Linked DNA regions of Sus scrofa: region 1 is linked to region 2. Evidence: chromatin contacts called from public HiChIP or PLAC-seq data. All regions are on one chromosome and are shown on one strand. The core of a region is the stretch at or near the end of the contact, and the rest is flanking DNA. Distances in the headings are between cores, read along the strand shown.

Region 1 (2,700 bases), core at 25-2,524, 120 kb after region 2:
TCACTGAGTGAGGCCAGGGGTCTAACCTGAATCCTCACAGAAACATCAGGTCCTTAACCCATTAAGCCACAGGGGAACTCTCAGCAACAACTACTTTCAATAAGAAAGGATTCTATTTTTGAGGGTGCCCTGATGATCTTCAGGATATGAGGGGAAAAGCCAGGAAAATGAGTGGAGTCAAGAGGCTTCTGCAGACCAATGGTGGAAGAAGCAGGCTTGCTCAGCCACAACCACCAGCAGGGGACACTGATGCCACAACTGGATAAGGCCAGGGTGAGGCCAATGCCTCCAGCAGTATCACTGCATACCCTTTTTTAGACTCAGCTCTGATGCTCAGGACCCTGGGATTCTCAGCCCAAATGTCCCTATGCCCATTCCCAGGGCCTGTGCTGCCTCTTCCCCTTGTCTGGGGGTTTCCTTTTTCCTGAAAGGTTTTGCTTCCTCCTAAGGTGTGGCGGGGGGAGGTCAAGTGTGGAGTTTGGCCTGCCAGATGGCTGGCTGACAGAAGGCAGGGGATGGGGGTCAAGTACAAGATGCAGTGGTGGCAGCCTGAGCCCTGGACCCCTTAGGTCTAGAAGGGCTTCACCCTTCACGCATTTCAACATCTCCTCCAGGGCTGGCCTAGGACCCAGAAGAGAGACAAGGGTGAGGTCTCCTGCCTCCATCTTCCTCCCGCTCACCCCGCCTCCTCCCCTGCCCCTCCCCCTCCCTCCTCCATCCCCCTTTCTCCTTCTCTCCCCTCTCAATCCTCTTCCCCTTCTCTCCCTTTCACTTCCTTTCTTAGTCCTCCTCTCCTCCTCCCCTCCGGCCCCCCTTGCTCCTTCTACAGTCTCCAGCCCGCCCCCACCCCTCCTCCTGCCCCTCCCCTCTCCAGTCCCTCTCAATCCTTCTGCCCTGCTTTTTCAACCCCCTCCAACCTGCCGCGTCTCTTTTAACCTCCTCTCTCCTTCCCCTTTCCTCCTCCCCCTTCCCCCCTCCCCCGGCTCCTGCTTCCCCTTCCGCACCCGCTCCTCTCCCCGCGGCAGAGGCGGGGCGGGGCAGTCCGGGCTTCGGCCCCTCCCAGCGGCTCGCACCTGCTCGGCTGCCCCGTTTATTCTCTGCCTGGGGCTCGGCGGGCGGGAGGGAAAGTGGGTCAGCACGGGGCCGTGGCGGCTGCTGATGTCCTTGGAGGGGAGCCCTGGGACTCGTGGTCTCTGCTGGGCGGGAGCAGGAGGAGGCCGCGCCCAATGCCGAGGAGGCGGAGCCGCCGCTGCTCCTTTCCCCGGAGCCCCGAGCTGGGCCAGCGGAGCTGGAAGCTCGGCGTAGCCCGCCTCCCTCCGCGCTGTACAGTCTCTACTGTGACAGGTCCGCGGCGCCCGCACTTCTCCAGACTCCCGCGGTCCGAGGGTCCCCACTCGCGGATGTTGTCCCTGCCACCTCTCCTTGCCCCCTAGCGTCAGCCTCGAGCCTTCGCACCCTGGAGCCTAGCCCTGGAGCGCGCCTTTTCGAGCATCGCTCTCACACCCACAGACCCCAGCACTTCTGCCCAGGTGTGCGGGGGCCCTGGGGAAGACCGCGAGGGAACGGCCCTCTCGACTATCCACTCCGGTCGGTCCTCCTGCCAGTAGCCCTGTAGAGGGTTGCCCAGCTGCTCCCCTCCACCCCAGCAGCTCCCCTCCACCCCAGCAGCCTCGTGAGGCTGCCCCAGGTCCGCCTGCAGACACAGGTCACTGTCCTAGGGCAAGGACTGGTCACGGAGAAGTAAAGGTGACCCGGCCTTCCAGGCATCAGCCCTGGGGGTTTCTCCTGAGCAGTCCCCCACCCTCAGCAAACAGGCAGTGTGTGTGTGTGTGTGTGTGTGTGTGTCGAGTGCTGGCTGCATCCTTGCAAGGCTGCCTTGTCTTATCCTCCCTGTGAACTTCGCCCATGGGACCAGGACTACCATCACCTAACACACGCTGAGCTTTCCCCAATTTGGAGCTCCTCCTGGAGCCTGATTTGTCCTAGTAAGCCCTACACTTTGGTCACCTGGCCCACGTTTCGCCTCAGCCCAGAAGCTTTCCAAATCCTCTCACCTGAACGCTTGTTCCTTCCCTGGTTCTGCTAACACAGTTTGCATCTTTCAGTGACCCTGCCTGGCACTGGCCAGTTTACTGCCTCTGGGAGGCCCACTTCTACAAACGTGGCGCTGGAGCTGAGCTTCTCATCTGGGAAGCAGGAGGCCTGGAGGGGCTCAGGGGTTGCCACAGTCATCCCATAGGCTCCAGGTTTGAGAAGATTTTGCCGTGAGAATCCTGCATTAACAGCATCTCCATTCGTTTCTGCCCTGTATGTATTCACACCAGCCAAAGTCGAGTCTGGGGAGATTCCTCATTAATCTAGACCCAGAGCACAGGATGGGCCCCTCATCTGCAGCCCTGAGGGGTCCATTCTGTGCTCTGGGTTTGGTACATTTGGTACCTCCCAGCCCACCTCTAGGCTATTAGAAGGACTGACATGAGCTCAGGAGCCCTTTCCAAGTCCACTTAGAAGGACACTTGGACACATAGAAGCCTCCCACAGTGAGAGAGGGGAAGGCAGGGAGAAGGCATGGGGAAAAAGGAGAGTCAAGAGAGGAAATTGGTTAAATAGCGATATGTTTCAGTGTCTGGAGAAGAAGGAACTCTGGGAAAACTGTCAAGGGCTGCTCTGCTGGGCATCTGGCCTTTAAGTCAGGCAGGA
Region 2 (2,700 bases), core at 177-2,676:
GGTGAATAGGTTCTTTCGGAATTCATAAGGAAAGATCTCTGAGGTACAGCATTGAGTGAGGAGGGCAGGGTTCCAAACAGAATGGGCACTCAGGAGAGTAAGTATGAGTGTGCACGTGGGCATTTGCTCACATTTCAGGGATGCCCTCGGAGGGCACCTAAGAAAGTAGAGCAGAGGTTGCCTGGGGGCAGAGGGCTGGGGGGCATGGAAGGCAAGGAGAACATGCAGAATTTTCTTTGGAAAACTATTTAAATCTCTTGGATTTTGAAACACACAGTGTATGTACTCATTCAGAAAATTTAAAACAAAAATCTGTAGCAAACTAGGAAATGGGAGCCACAAATAACACAAGCTGAAAAGCAGGTTTAAGTGAACAGCACGTGCATTCCCAGCCAGGCCCTTCCAGCCACCACCATTGGATGGCATATTTCAAAGCACATCCTGAATACCAGCCCAAGAGCTCCCCTCAGAACTTGACAGGGGGTGGTTCTTAGAGTATGAGAAACTCCAAACTATCAATTAAGTCCAATCTACCTTTCTAGAAGGAGCTTCCAGGGTGGACTCCAGGAAACCCCTTTCTATACAGGCCAGGGTCAGGACAGACCATCTCAGAGATGAGACTGAGGTCAAAAGTCAGAGTGACCTCACCCAGGTCACACATTGGCACAGCTGGGCCCCTCCCCACTATGGAACAGGAGCCCCCGTGTCATACCACAAACCGTTTGGTTAGAGGGCAATCTGATAAATGGTTTCACAGACCCAGCCTGACTTAAAGACAGGGGTAAAGTACTCCAACAGAAGCAGACCCAGGGCTGTTAATCATGTGCTGGAGGCTCCCCAGGCTCCTGAACACCACACTTCTGTCGCAGAAGTCGCTCTGTCTGTCTTTCCACATGGTTTGGAATCAGCCCAGCCCGGGTGGACGGGGCAGGTGCCAGCTGCTATCCTCCCTCCCCTCACGACCCAAGTGAGTTCACCGCATTGTCAGGATGCAAACCCCAAGTTTAAGGCAGGAGAATCAGTGTCCTCTGCCGGGGCCTGGTGAGGAGGTGGGGACTGGGCTCCTGTGCAGGTCTCTGGGAAAGGGCAGGGTGAGCATGGGTTGGGGAAGCGAGTGCAGCCTGAAAGAGCCTCTGGCAAGCTCCATGGGGCTGTGACGTTTTGGGTGGCAGCAGTCACTGGCAGCCATACAGAGAGGTCCACAGAGATTCACACAGCAGCCAGACTGCTCCCTGACACAGACAAGCCCTGGGCCAACCTGGGGCCGCCCACACTACCCCTGCCCCCAAGAAGAGGACTTCAAGGTCAGCTAGGGGCCCTGGGAGAGTGTGATGGTCCCCTTCAAATGCCATTGGCCTGGGTGTGCAGTCAGCCACCCTGCTCTCACCCCAGGCTCTCTGTAGAGCCTGTGGCAACTACTCTGGCCGCACTTCCTCTTCTGTGTCCCCTCCCCCAGCCCTCATTTCCTCACTCCTCTCCCCTCCCCTGGCCTTTTGGGTGGGCCTTGCCATCAGGGACTCAGCCATACTACTGGACCTACTACTCAGACCTCACTCACCTGGAGAAAGGCAGGGGTCAGGATGGACCATCTCAGAGATGGGGACTGAAGTCGAAAGTCCAAGTGACCTCACCCAGGTCACACATCAGCATGGCTAGGTCCCTCCCCACTGTGGACCAAGAATGGCTGTGGCCAGCTGCCCACACTGACCTCAGCCACTAATGTCCCAGGTGAGAGCAGAAGAGGGATATTGCACAGAGGGGGCCTGGAGGCCCAGCAATAGTCCACGGAAACTTCCTTGGTGCCCTGGCTCCCCAGGGAAGGGCCAACATTGTGAGCAAGTAGCCACGTGGCTCTTCCGAGGGACTGAGTGCCCGGTGGTGGCACCCTCCAAACCACAGGGCCCGAGCTCTTCCTCTGGCCCACACCCACACCTGGTCTGCTCCAGGGCCATGAAGCAGGCTGCTTCTCTCAGGGAAAAAAGTCACACGGTCCAAACAGAATAGAGCCAAACAACTGACTCTGAAAAGAGCTGACTTCATAAAGCAAATAAGTTAGGATAAAAATGGGTAAGCCACTTTAGTCCTAAAATGCCTTGGGTTTTTGAGGAAGCTGATACCAAAAAAAAAAAAAAAGTAAGCCACTGACCTACCTTTTCTAGAACAGTTGAAGATGCTGAGGAACTACTCCAGACTCCCAGGAAGGAGCCCAGGAGAACTCCTGGGCCCCTCCTTTAGCAGCCCAGGTCACCAGACCTACCAGTGCCAGGCTAGCCTCGGCCACTTGGGGCAATTTATACCCAGTTTGGTTTGCAAAGAACAGACACTGGAGCAATCAGCTGGAGGCCTTGCCCCACAGCAAACCTGGGTCCTGTTCTGTGCACCCCAGGCTGCACACATGGCGGGGAAGGCCGTCTGCCACCCCCCAATCCCCTCCCTACCTTAAGAGATCCAAGCTGCCCACTCTGATGTGGGGTGGGAGGAAGAAGGCTCTCCGGGGCCTTCAGAATCAGGGACCAAGGCCAGCCCCAGCCCCTCTCTGTCACTGGCCTGGCCAGGGCCTGCCCACCATTTCCCCTAAACTATCCCTTCCTTCTCAGATCCTGCCCAGCCCCACTTTGGCCCAGCCTGGAAGAGGTCTCTAAGAGAGCTGACCCTGAGGACACAGGCCAGGAAGGAAAGCAGGAGCCGCTCTGTAGTCCG

What was found. HiChIP or PLAC-seq counts read pairs in DNA pulled down with a chosen protein or histone mark.
Region 1: an H3K27ac HiChIP or PLAC-seq map of alveolar macrophages shows a contact between it and region 2. The contact joins two enhancer-like sites. A contact is called at or near these places in 1 of 47 Hi-C or Micro-C datasets (heart right ventricle) and 2 of 2 datasets of contacts at active chromatin or transcription factors (alveolar macrophages and skeletal muscle).

What each region holds. Positions count from the first base shown.
Region 1 is chr1:143,633,062-143,635,761 of Sscrofa11.1, forward strand. No RefSeq gene overlaps it. Among named protein-coding and RNA genes, the nearest start is that of TRPM1, 84 kb to the right of the region's middle. Within about 2 kb of position 1,275, at least 72 of the 83 cell types and tissues checked have an H3K27ac peak or open chromatin away from gene starts, as enhancers often do. A contact at or near this core is called in alveolar macrophages, where this site is marked.
Region 2 is chr1:143,509,140-143,511,839 of Sscrofa11.1, forward strand. The region is part of intron 1 of KLF13 (Kruppel like factor 13); the gene reads right to left. The region is part of intron 2 of LOC102164789 (a long non-coding RNA gene); the gene reads left to right. Among named protein-coding and RNA genes, the nearest start is that of KLF13, 30 kb to the right of the region's middle. Within about 2 kb of position 1,427, at least 26 of the 83 cell types and tissues checked have an H3K27ac peak or open chromatin away from gene starts, as enhancers often do. A contact at or near this core is called in alveolar macrophages, where this site is marked.